2 separate regions of the Mus musculus genome follow, and region 2 is linked to region 1. A link is a contact called in public HiChIP or PLAC-seq data. All regions are on one chromosome and are shown on one strand. The core of a region is the stretch at or near the end of the contact, and the rest is flanking DNA. Distances in the headings are between cores, read along the strand shown. Region 1 holds the start of Dapk3 (death-associated protein kinase 3). Region 2 holds the start of Reep6 (receptor accessory protein 6).

Region 1 (6,012 bases), core at 706-3,205:
TGATGGCACTGGCCCCAACATTCTCACCGACATCACCAAGGGTGTGCAGTACCTGAATGAGATCAAGGACAGTGTGGTGGCTGGCTTCCAGTGGGCTACTAAGGAGGTAAGTGACTCAGCATTGGTGACCCTGTGTTCTGAGGGGCTGCTGGTGTCTAACTTCCAGCTCTTCACAGGGCGCTCTCTGTGAGGAAAACATGCGTGGTGTGCGGTTTGATGTTCATGATGTGACCCTGCATGCTGATGCCATTCACCGGGGAGGTGGCCAGATCATCCCCACAGCACGCCGCTGCCTGTATGCCAGTGTGCTGACCGCACAGCCCCGCCTCATGGAGCCTATCTATCTGGTGGAGATCCAGGTAACTTGTGTATCTTAGGTGGTGTCTGTCTATCCTCCTGCCTCTGCCCACTGCTCACCATGTTCTCTCTTTTTCCTCGAAGTGTCCTGAGCAAGTGGTGGGTGGCATCTACGGTGTCCTGAACAGGAAGCGTGGCCATGTGTTTGAGGAGTCCCAGGTGGCTGGTACCCCCATGTTTGTGGTCAAGGCATACCTGCCTGTCAATGAGTCCTTTGGTGAGTGTCTGGTCCCTGGGGTTTGCAGATAACCTGCAAGGCCTGTGTAATATAGCTGCGGGGTGCAGAACAGAAGCAGATTTCTGTCATCACGGCCAGCTTGCTTAAGGGTGCCAGGAAAGACAGAGCTACAAACTACACAGAGAAACCAAAACAAAGGACCCAGGAATCCCTCCTGGGAGGGGTGGCAAGACAGCTAAGCATGTCCCCCCCCCACCCCACCCCCCCAGGGAAGTCACCTGAGTCTCCTGTCTTCTGTCTAGGCTTCACCGCTGATCTGCGATCCAACACCGGCGGCCAGGCCTTCCCCCAGTGCGTGTTTGACCACTGGCAGATCCTGCCTGGGGATCCTTTTGACAACAGCAGCCGCCCCAGCCAAGTGGTAGCTGAGACGCGCAAGCGCAAGGGCCTGAAAGAGGGCATCCCAGCGCTGGACAACTTCCTGGACAAACTGTAGGCAGCCTGATACTGCCACATGCTGCACAGTGCCCACCCATCAGAAGACACCTTGAGACTGTCCCACAGTGCTCCTCTAGAGGCTGCTGGGGCCACCCTGACATCACTCAGCACTCACTTGCTACCAATTCTATTTATTTCGGAATTACAAGATAGCGGGAATCTCTCTGCAGGCTGGACTGGCAGGCTGTGGGGTGGGCGGGACACGGCTCTTAACATTTTCAGAGGGAAACGCGCAGATGTCCAAAAGTCTAAATAAATGCATTCAGAGGTTTTTGGGGTCCATGGCCAAGTGGAGTTCCCCCAGAGGGGGAGGTGGGGTAAGTGCCTCCAGGAAGGCAGGCAGCCTGCCTTAGACTTGCAGCCCGGCTGTGGGAATGAATCATTGGAGTAATAAACTACAGTGGTTGATCCACATGTGCTCGCAACTCTGTTTTGTACAGCGCACGCTTTCCTGGTTTTCAGGGTATCTGGCTACCCTTAGGTGGCCTGCGGTGATTCACACATAACACACACACTGCACCCCGTGCGACAGAATGGGTTTTATTGTGAGTTCACAGTACTGCCTCAGTCCATTCCACAAACTTGAATCACTCCATAGACCTGCACATCAGGGGTTTGGTCTGCGCATACCCGGCTCCAGGTTATTGGCTTTCAGCCTCTCGCGTTAGCCAATCATCAGCCAGGAGCCCAATAATGATGTGCTCCACAAGGGCGGTGTCGAGCCTTCCTGTGAATCTGTCAGGCTGGCCAATGAGCACTGGACTCTCGCCTAGCCTTGGGTGATGACGTCACTAGTCAACGTCCGCTTCCGCTGAGAGGTCAGATGCTAACCAATGAGCGTGTGCATTCAATTTCCGGTTAAAGTCGTAGTCCAATGAGCGCTGGTTTTCGGGTTTTGCGGAGGTGTGCCCCTGCGCTGTCAGCGCATGCGTAGATGCCGTCTCAGGATTTGTACCGGAGGTTCTCGCGGGGGCCTCGCTGGCACCGGGCGGGGACTCGATGGCTGAGGACGGTACGAATGGGCCGGGTCCGGGACGTTGTGTTGGGACCCAAGGGACACGCGACGAGGGCGGGAGCGAGGGGAGGGAACCCGCGAGGGGCATGGCTTTCTCCAATCTCGAGGGGTGGACCTCTAGGAATAGCAACACTGCTGCGCATGTGTCAGGTTTCCGGCGACACCCCTGAGTTCCGGGGTGCTGGTGGGCATGATTGACAGGTGAGGAAGCTAGGTAGGAATTTCAAGAGCCGGACGCTATGGAAGTGTTTCGAGTAGAGAACCCCACGCTGACTTGGAACTCTGTTTAATCCTCCAGCCTCAGCCTCTTGAGTGCTAGGGTAAAGGGCACCTGACACTGTATTGTGTTTTATAGTTTTGTACATATATATATATATATATATATATATATATATATATATACTGCTTGAGAGATGTTGTTCCGCTTCTTTTAGTTATATCTATGCTTGTTTCTGAGAGGGGTGTCACAGTGCCCGCAGGTACCTGAGGTTCCTGAAGAGAGCGTTAGAGGTCATCAGGCCTGGGAGTTAGAGATACTAGTGAGCACTGGAAACTGAACTTGGAGACTGTGCAAGTACAGCACCCACTCTTACCGTCTCAGCCATCTCTCCAGTCACTTGAGCTGGTCTCATGGAACTCAGGCTGGCTTGTAACTCACCAAGTATTTGAGTATGCTCTTGAACTCGTAGCCGTGCAGCCCTCCGCTCCCCAGTGTGGGGTGTCAGGTTTGCTCTACCATGACCAAATTGTGGGTAGAGGCTGTAGATGACCAAAGAAAATCTGGGGCAGGGGCATTGTGTGTCACATATGCTGGGGAAGCCTCTTGGGAGAAGTCGGATCCGTGATAAACATTTCCTGTTTCCTCTGTCCCTCCAGCTCCTGTGTCCCCAGAATCCTTCAGAAGGCCAGCCGCCATGTCCACATTCAGGCAAGAGGATGTTGAGGACCATTATGAGATGGGAGAGGAGCTTGGCAGGTGAGTGGCGTGGGAGGTGGGTGCCCTTCCTCTCCTCAGTGTCTTGAAGCAGTGGCCACAGAGTTTTCTGGTGGTACCACGCCAGACTTCAGGTTCCCAGATGACAGGGAACCTGAGTTCCTTTTCTCTCGTGTCCTCTGTGGAGAGAGACACAGAGACCTGTAGCTGCTGCCCCTGAGCCGGGGACAGTGCCTCGGAGCATTGTCTGCTATGGGATTGTTCTCAGCTCGGTTTCTTCTTTTCCCCCATGAGACAGAGTCTTACTATGTACTCCTGGCTGGTCTGGAACTTGCTCATCACAGAGATCCTCCTGCCTCTGCTTCCCAAGTGCTGGAGCTAAAGGATTGCACCACCACCCTGGCCTTGGCTGATTTTGATTTTGGTTTTTTAAAGGCAGGCTCTCATGTCCCCCAGATTGGCCTTGAACTTCTTTTATGTAATTACTATATTTTGTGTGCATATGTGTCTTAGTCACAGCACAGCTTCCTGGAGTCTGTGCTCTCCTCTCCCATGCGAGCCAGTTCCAGGGACTGAGCTCAGGGAGTCCTTGGCAGCCCTGGGTGATGTCCCACCACACTGCACAGGCTGTTTTACGACTTGCTGGGTCTGCCTTTCTTGAGTTCTGTACATGGATGCTTTTATACTGGTGTCTCCCCAGTGCCGGGATGGTTCAGGACACCGTTTTCTGTTTGGTGTTTCTTGAGAAAGCCAGATTCTCTTTCTAGGCTAGCTCTCATGCCTGTCCGTGCTTTGGAGCCCCCTCCCTCTTCCCCCTCCCACCTCCTCATGCCAGGCCCTTCCTCTTTCTAAGGGGCTTCAGACCTTATTTGGTGAGTTCTGGGCCAGCCTTCTGGGGGCATCAAGGCCCGCCCTATGATGTCATCCCCATGGAATGTAAATAACCTTCCCAGTACTAGGCAGGCTGAGGAGGAGTTTTCCTGCCTAGGGACCCTGAACCACTTCCTTCTGGAGTTCCCCACCCCAGCCCCCACCCCTGAGAACCTCCCGGCTGCCATCCCAGTAGGGCTTCAGCGATGTTCCTGTCATGTGCTGGTCACATCTATGAGCCTACTGCTAGGGAAGTAGGGACATCTCGTGCCAGGGATGTGAGACTCAGACTGAAACATAAGATGGGACACTGGAGAGGCGGCTCAGTGATTACAGCACCAGCTGCTCTTGCAGAAGTCCTAGGTTCGATTCCCAGCAACCACATGGAGGCTCACAACCACCTGTGACTCCAGCTCCAGGAGTCTGACACTCCCACTGGTCTCTGTGAGCAAAACTTGTAAAAACACAGAAAGAAACACAGAGGCCTTCTCACATACCACACACCAACTCACCCTGACAGGTAAGTATGGACAATTTAGCCCTTACGTAGTCAACACTCTGAGGGTGGGTCCAGGATCCTGAGCTCCTCACAGGCATTGATGCTCATCTAGCAAATGAGGATGTATTTGTGCATAACCCATGCATGGCACCCTGTGTAATTTACATAAAGTGTTTATGGTGTTGGGGTAGGTGGACCCAGGCCCCAGGCCTGCCACTCTGTACACTTGCTGCCTGGATCTCTGTTTTTATTTTTTTAATTTCTATTTTGACTTATTATGAATACAGTGTTCTGCTGCATGGATGCTTGCGTGCCAGAAGAGGGCTCCAGCTCTCAATACAGATGGCTGTGAACCAACAAGGGCAGTCAGTGCTTGTAACCACTCAGCCACCTCTCCCGCCTCTGCCTCCCAAGTGCTGGGATCAAAGGCGTGCGCCACCACTGCCGGGCTATTTGTTTTTTTTTTTAAGATTTATTTACTTATTATATATGTAAGTACACTGTAGCTGTCTTCAGACACATCAGAAGACAGCATTCGATCACATCGCAAATGGTTGTGAGCTACCATGTGGTTGCTGGGATTTGAACTCAGGACCTCCAGAAGAGCAGTCAGTGCTCCTAAGTCAGGAGCAATTTCTCCAGCCCTTGTTAATTTTTTTTTCCATTTTTTATTAGGTATTTAGCTCATTTACATTTCCAATGCTATACCAAAAGTCCCCCATACCCACCCACCCCCACTCCCCTACCCACCCACTCCCCCTTTTTGGCCCTGGCGTTCCCCTGTACTGGGGCATATAAAGTTTGCAAGTAGCCGGGCGTGGTGGCGCATGCCTTTAATCCCAGCACTTGGGAGGCAGAGGCAGGCGGATTTCTGAGTTCGAGGCCAGCCTGGTCTACAAAGTGAGTTCCAGGACAGCCAGAGCTACACAGAGAAACCCTGTCTCAAAAAACCAAAAAAAAAAAAAAAAAAAAAAAGTTTGCAAGTCCAACCTTGTTAATTTTTAAGAGACATTTATTGTATGTGTGTGTAGCAGCCACAGCATTTGTGTAGAGGTCAAAGGGTGGCTTACGGGTCCCAGGTGCACAAGCAGGTGAACTCAGGGCTCTGTCCTATGTCTGTCATTCCTTAACTTCTGTCCAGCTCCAGAGTCCTTGTTTTTAATTGGCCAAGTGAGCAGGCATGGTGGGCATGGCTGCTGTCCCAGCAACGAGTAGGTAGATACAGGAGAACCTGGAATTCAGGGCCATCCTTAGCTACACAGGGAGTGAATTCAAGGCCAGCCTGGGCTACATGAGTTCCTGCCAGAAGGACAAATCTGATGATAGCTCAGTGTAAAATATTCACTCTACAAATGGAAAGCCTTTAGCTTTTGTCCCAGCAATAGAGACCAAAATACACCCATGGGTCCTGCCATGGAGAGAGAGGCCTTGGAGCTCCAGCATAGTGGACCAGCGAGCTAACAGTGTGAATGACGACAAGCAGCTGAGGGGCTGCTTGGAACCTGCCGTGCATGGCTCTACCCTTCCCTTGCCCTCTGCTCTGCCAGCTGTACCCACCCTTGAGTAGCCTTGAATGTGCACCTGGGACCTGCAGGCCACCCTCTGACCTTCACACAAGTCCTGAGGCTGCTGCGCACACATATGCATGCATCATTCCTGGC
Region 2 (5,880 bases), core at 347-2,846, 850 kb before region 1:
ACCTCCATGCCTGTTTTTTGACTGCCATCTAAGAGTTGTTCCCAGTGGCAGACTGGCCTAATGTGGACAGGACACCTACAGAAGCACCAAAAACTTGGGCTCTGCCCCTGGTTCTGCACACTCACCGACTCCAGCTCCCCTGTGTGCTGAAATGGACCGGTTCCCTTCCCTACATCCTGTGGCTTGCAGGGGGGGAAAGGACCAGTGCATGAGACCTTCCATTCAGGACAACAGGGCAAGGGTTTATCTGAGTCCCCCTGGATATTAAGTTGTGTTACATATGCGCCTAGCTCACACATGGCTTCCCCAACTAGGCCCCACTTCACACAGGCCACTCATAGCAGGAACGGTGACAGAAGGCTACTGGTTGGGACACAGCATCCACGAGCACTCTCACCTTGGGATCTTTCTTCAGTCGTAGACGATGGCCCCAGTGTGGAGTCAGGGACTGCTGGGCCACACCCCGGTGCCGCAGATGGAAATACTGGTCGTCAGGGAAGATCTGGGAATGCGACGGACAACAGGGGCATAGCTGGGACCCTGCTCCTTTGATAGGATCTCCACGACTTTATACACCTCAGCCAGGGGTCCATATGACAGCCACAGAATCCCAAATTGAACATGGAGGGGCACACAGATACATATTTGGGGAGGTCTTGGGGACACCCTCCCATTTGTCCAGATCTGAGGTTGTCCAGACCCACACCCCACGTCCCACCCACCTGTCCCAGGTTGACGAAGCCAAATTTACGGGCCAGGCGCTCAGCTTCCTGGTAACCTTTGGTCACCCGCACTGCCCAGCTGCTGACATAGATGGGGGCCTGGGCTGAGGCCCACCTCACAGCCAGGAGGGCCAAAGTCAAAGTCAGACCCAGCCACAGCTCTGTCTGGGAGGGCCGCATAGCGGGGGGCGGGGCGGGGGCGGGGCTTCAGGAAGCACTCCCAGCCTGGACACCATAGCAACGCGAAGCTGTCAACTCCCAAGGGGCCTTGCGCTTCCTTCCTCCCCCACCCCCTCCCCACCTGGGAGGGGTGGGAATATTCCACTAGGAGTGACACATTCATAGGGACCTAAGCCTTCGGGAACCTCACTTTCTCCACCTATACAAGGACAACCCCTCCATCTGCCCTTAGGAGCAGGTTCAAGGTAACAGGTGCCTTCAACCTTTATTTGGCCCCGCCCACTTTTCTCCACGCCCCCTCCTTCGTGATCAGCTTCGTTTTTCCAGTGTAGTCCCGCCTCCTTTCTGGTCTGTCCAATCAGCGCTGATCTTTACCAGGCTCCGCCCATCTGTTCCTCAACTAGCTCCACCCACGTCAATCGCTCTCCGTCAATAATCTACCGCTTGTCCAATCACTATCGTGCCACACCCTCTTGACCAATCAACACGCCATCACCCTGGGGCCCCGCCCCCTCGGGACTCCTCGCTGCCGCCCCGGCCCTCACCCTGGCCAGAGGGCCATGCGGCCGGGGAGACGGGGCAGGCCCCACCTCCTTTGTCCGCCCTGCCCTCCCATTGGCCAGAGCCGGGGGGCGGGGGCGGAGCCAGGGTCCGGGGCCGAAAGCACTGGGCCGGGGGCGGGGCCGGGCGGTGGGCGGGTGGTGAAAGTGCGCTCTCGGCGGCGCCGGTGCGCGAGGTTGCGGGCGTGCTTCAGTGGCCTGCCCCGCGCCCGCCGCTGCCATGGACGGTCTGCGCCAGCGCTTCGAACGTTTTCTGGAACAGAAGAACGTGGCCACCGAAGCGCTCGGGGCGCTCGAAGCAAGGACCGGTGTAGAGAAGCGGTATCTCGCCGCGGGTGAGCCTGGAGAGGGGTGCATGTCACTTGGTTCCCAACGGGCACCATGAGGTCCTGGGTCCCATCACTGGAAAGGACTCATGTCATGGGTTCTAGACGAGCTCCAGGAGGCCCTGGGAATGCAGGCTTGGCTCCCGGGTCCTATCCCTGTATAAGTTGCAGGACCCAAGTTCTGACTGGGCATCTTGAAGTTTGGGTGCCCTCACCCTGGAAGGAGTTTACATCTTAGGTTTTCTACGGGGTTTGGGAGGTCCTGAGAGTTCATTCCTAGCTGCAGCATCCCATCTCTAAGATGGACCCTTATACCAGGCATCGTGAGGTTCTGGGAACTCTGACCTGGAAGGTGTGCACATCCTAGGTTCCTGAGGGCCTCTACAAGGCCATAAGGACTCAGACCTAGAAGGAGTGCATATCTTGGGTCCCTGATGGGCCTGGGAAAAGACCTCATGAGGTACTAGGCACCCAGACCAGACTGGGAAGAAATGCACAGCTGGGTCCCCAACAGGCAACCAAAATGTCCTAGGTGCCTATCTATGGAAGGGAAATACATTCTGGTTCCCCCAGGGACCCTGTTATTATTTGGGCATTCTGACCTACCTGTAGGGTCTCATCCTGGAATCCCAAGAAGGGGGATTTTCATTTGCCTGCTTCTCTTCCAAGGTCTTTGGAAAAGGGCACCCTAGGGTCCTACTGCAACTCTCCATGTGACCTGCCTCCTCTTGGGGCCCTGGCTGCATGCCAGGCCCCAAGTCTGGTTTCTCTGCAAGTCTGGTTTTTCCAGTGGCCCAGCTGGCCCCTAAGTGGATGGAAAAACAAGGGACAACAACCCCAGCCCTATCAGCCCATTGTGTGTACTCCTTCTCGAATATTCTCATGGAGAAAGTCCCCGTGGATCTCTGAGCCCTCTGAGGCCCAGGCTGGGAGGAGACTGACCCAGCACCCGGACACTAGGCTCTCTCTCTTCCTCCGTGCTTCAGCACAATAGCTTTGAGTCAATATTTGTTGATCTAAGGTAGTGGCTGGGATTTGGGGAGGGACTTGCAGGAAGGGACTATCCATCCAAGCACCTCAGCTGTTTTTAGGTCCATTCTTGTTCTAGACCCCTTCTGCAGTGTGGAAAGGGCCTTGGTGCATCATCTTTCTGAAATGATTTTAGGGACCTTCTTTTGGGGTCTTCAGAAACTTGCAGTGGTGTTCTGAAGTCCCCCTCCCTTCCTGAATCACAAGACCACGGCAACTCTGAGTGAAGGACATAAAGCCCTTTGCCACAGATCCCCAAAGTTCCACGTACTGTCACTTCCTCACCAGCTGGAGGGCAGGTGGGCTCCACCCGACCCCCCGTGTTTGTGTGGGGGTTCTGATATCTGTCCAGACTGCACCTGTGACTCAGCACCGTAAGACAGCCCATTTTCCCGCTGTGTGGCCCAGGTATAGGCCACAGCCTCTGTCCTGTCTTTCCACATCACTAGGCAAATTGCATCATAGTACCTTGGGGGGGGGGGCAGCCAGGAGGGGAACTAAGGCCTAGGTGGCAGGGGCTGTGTTGTGAAACCTGTCACCTGTCCTGTCCATTTGTCTCTGTGCCTTTGCTCCCTCCCTGCCCTAAGGCCTTTGTCCAAGGTTATCCTCTTCCTGCTGAGGTTGTAGTTAAAGAGATTGAGGGGACCAGTACACTGGAAGAGCCCTCTCCACCCCATGAGTGCCAGAGACAGGGTGACATCTCCCACCTGCTTCAGGACCCTTATCTCAACTGCCCCAAATGGCCACGCTATGCCCTCAGACACTAAATGAGGCTGGCAACTTTATTGGGGGCAGTGGTACAAAGGTCACTGGGGCCAGCTGCTGCCCCCTCCTTCTTCATCCTTAGGTCGAAGAGGATAAGACCCAGAGCAGATGGAAGGAGGGGCCGGGACTCTGACCTTAGGCTCCGACGCCTGTGTCCCTGCAGATAACAGTCTGTGGGGGAGGAAGGAGGAGCCATCCTAGTCCCAGCTGCCCCAAGGGCAAAGGTCCCCTCAAGTGGATAAGCCTTCCCACCTCCCCTCTTTGCCTAGCCTCTGACCTTCATTGGAGCACAATAAGGCCCCAGATCCCACAAGCCCTGTGCTCTTCCTTGGCACCGTCTAGTGACAGATTCACAATGGTGGCTCCCAGCTTTTCATTGCCAAGTGTCTTAGTGGCCAGAAGGCTGCTCTGTGGAGTGCGGTAATGAAGGCACTAAGTAAAGCCACAACCCACCACAAGTGCCCCAGGGAGCAGAAGTCAACCCCAGCCGCCTGTACATGGGCAGCAGTGAAACTGAAGAGCAAGGAATAGCTCACCTTGTTTGCTTGGGAGGTACGCTGGAGAGAGAGACACAGAGATGGAAAGAGAGATCTTCCACCACATGGAAGCAATCAGGTTACATGGCCCTTGTGTTTGGCAAGTGCTGAGCCATCTGGCTGGCTTCTCTCCACTTGCTCTGTGAATCTGTAGCTCATTGCTTCAGGTTGACTGACTGTTCAGTGAGGTCCAGGGAGCTGTTTGTCTTTGCCACCCTCTCCCAAGTGCTGGGTTTCAGACACACTGTAGCAAGCCTGTTCTTGTTAGTTCTGTTTTGTTGGTATGTGCTGGGTTCCAAACTCACGTCCTCGGGCCTTCATAGAAAGCGTTTGGCCACTGAGTCGTCTCTCTCCCCTACCCTTTTTGGGTGGTGGGGTTTGAAACCTGGACTCTGGAGCCCAGGCTGCCATTGAACTCACTATGTGGTCTGTGTACTCTGTCATCCAGTACTCCAGTGGCTGACATCGGAGGGGCCAGAATCCAAGGCCAACTTGGGCTACACAGAAAGACCCAATCTCAAAAAAAAAAAAAAAAACAAAAAAAACCCAAAACAAAACAATACCCCCAAGATTGTCAATGTGGCAGAGCACATCTCTAATCCCAGCACTCAGGAGGCAGAAGCAGGCAGATCTGCCTGAGTTTGAAGACAAGCAGGACTGCCTTGTGAAACTCTGTCTCAAAGAGGAGGAAGAGGAGAAAAAAAGGCTGAATTCTTGGCCATCAAGCCAGGGTTCAAGGCTGCAGCGGAGATTCACTGCCCAGGAAGGAGGCACAGGGAGTGTCAGGCGGGCCCTGCGTCGCAGGCATTGCCCAATGCTCGCTCTTGTCTTTGCAGGAGCCCTCGCCCTTCTAGGCCTGTATCTTCTGTTCGGTTACGGGGCCTCTCTACTGTGCAATGTCATCGGATTTGTATACCCCGCATATGCTTCGTGAGTGCAGCAGGCAGTCCACAGGGGTGGGAGGCTTCGGGTACTCAAAGATGGCACTTGGAGGGCAGACATGTGCATTCTCCTCTGGACAGAGTCAAAGCTATCGAGAGCCCAAGCAAGGAAGACGACACTGTGTGGCTAACCTACTGGGTGGTGTACGCCCTGTTCGGTCTGGTCGAATTCTTCAGCGATCTACTCCTGTTCTGGTTCCCTTTCTACTACGCGGGCAAGGTAGGCAGGCTTGCTAGCCCTGGGAGCAGGTCGGGAGGCATAGGAGTGGCTGCCCTGTTTGACAGTGTGGTGTGTCCCTGTGGCGGGGGAGGCGGGTGACGCGGGCCCTGTGAGTCACAGCTCAATTTCCCTACACAGTGCGCCTTCCTGTTATTTTGCATGACGCCCGGACCCTGGAACGGGGCATTACTACTATACCATCGCGTCATAAGACCACTCTTTCTAAAGCACCACATGGCTCTAGACAGCGCCGCGAGCCAGCTAAGCGGAAGAGCATTGGACCTAGCAGCTGGGATAACCCGGGACGGTGTGTACTTGGGGCAGATGCCCAAGAGACTTGATTTGGATGCTGGATTTATTTTTCCCTTCTCTTTGGGTTTTCCTATTTATTTTATTTATTTATTTATTTTGAGACAGGGTCTCACTATGTAATCCTGTCTGGCTAGGAACTCATTTTGTAGACCAGGCTGGCCTTAAACTCATAAAGACCCACCTAGCTAAGCCTCTCTCCCGAGAGCTAGGATTAAAGGTTCATGCCACTACACGTGGCTAACTAGGTTATTTTGAGAGAGAAAGGATTTCATGTAGCCCAGGCTACCCT

What was found. HiChIP or PLAC-seq counts read pairs in DNA pulled down with a chosen protein or histone mark.
Region 2: a FOXA1 HiChIP or PLAC-seq map of pancreatic cancer cells shows a contact between it and region 1. The contact joins the promoter of Reep6 here to the promoter of Dapk3 in region 1. A contact is called at or near these places in 1 of 39 promoter capture datasets (neural stem cells), 1 of 484 Hi-C or Micro-C datasets (B cells), 5 of 115 datasets of contacts at active chromatin or transcription factors (cardiomyocytes, hepatocytes, microglia and 2 more) and 3 of 9 other capture datasets (adipose tissue, liver and pancreatic islet).

What each region holds. Positions count from the first base shown.
Region 1 is chr10:81,181,052-81,187,063 of GRCm38.p6, forward strand. It overlaps Dapk3 (death-associated protein kinase 3), which reads left to right and starts at 1,956. Exons shown (of 9, transcript NM_001190474.1): 1 at 1,956-2,045; 2 at 2,925-3,024. The coding sequence starts at 2,033. Eef2 (eukaryotic translation elongation factor 2) reads left to right here. Exons shown (of 14, transcript NM_007907.2): 11 at 1-106; 12 at 177-359; 13 at 442-574; 14 at 838-1,458. The coding sequence ends at 1,031.
Region 2 is chr10:80,328,549-80,334,428 of GRCm38.p6, forward strand. It overlaps Reep6 (receptor accessory protein 6), which reads left to right and starts at 1,597. Exons shown (of 5, transcript NM_001204931.1): 1 at 1,597-1,797; 2 at 4,955-5,048; 3 at 5,141-5,279; 4 at 5,418-5,586. The coding sequence starts at 1,683. It overlaps Pcsk4 (proprotein convertase subtilisin/kexin type 4), which reads right to left and starts at 925. Exons shown (of 15, transcript NM_008793.2): 1 at 723-925; 2 at 398-502. The coding sequence starts at 902. It overlaps Gm51809 (a long non-coding RNA gene), which reads right to left and starts at 4,637. Exons shown (of 3, transcript XR_003949017.1): 1 at 4,119-4,637; 2 at 2,395-2,593; 3 at 1,911-1,944.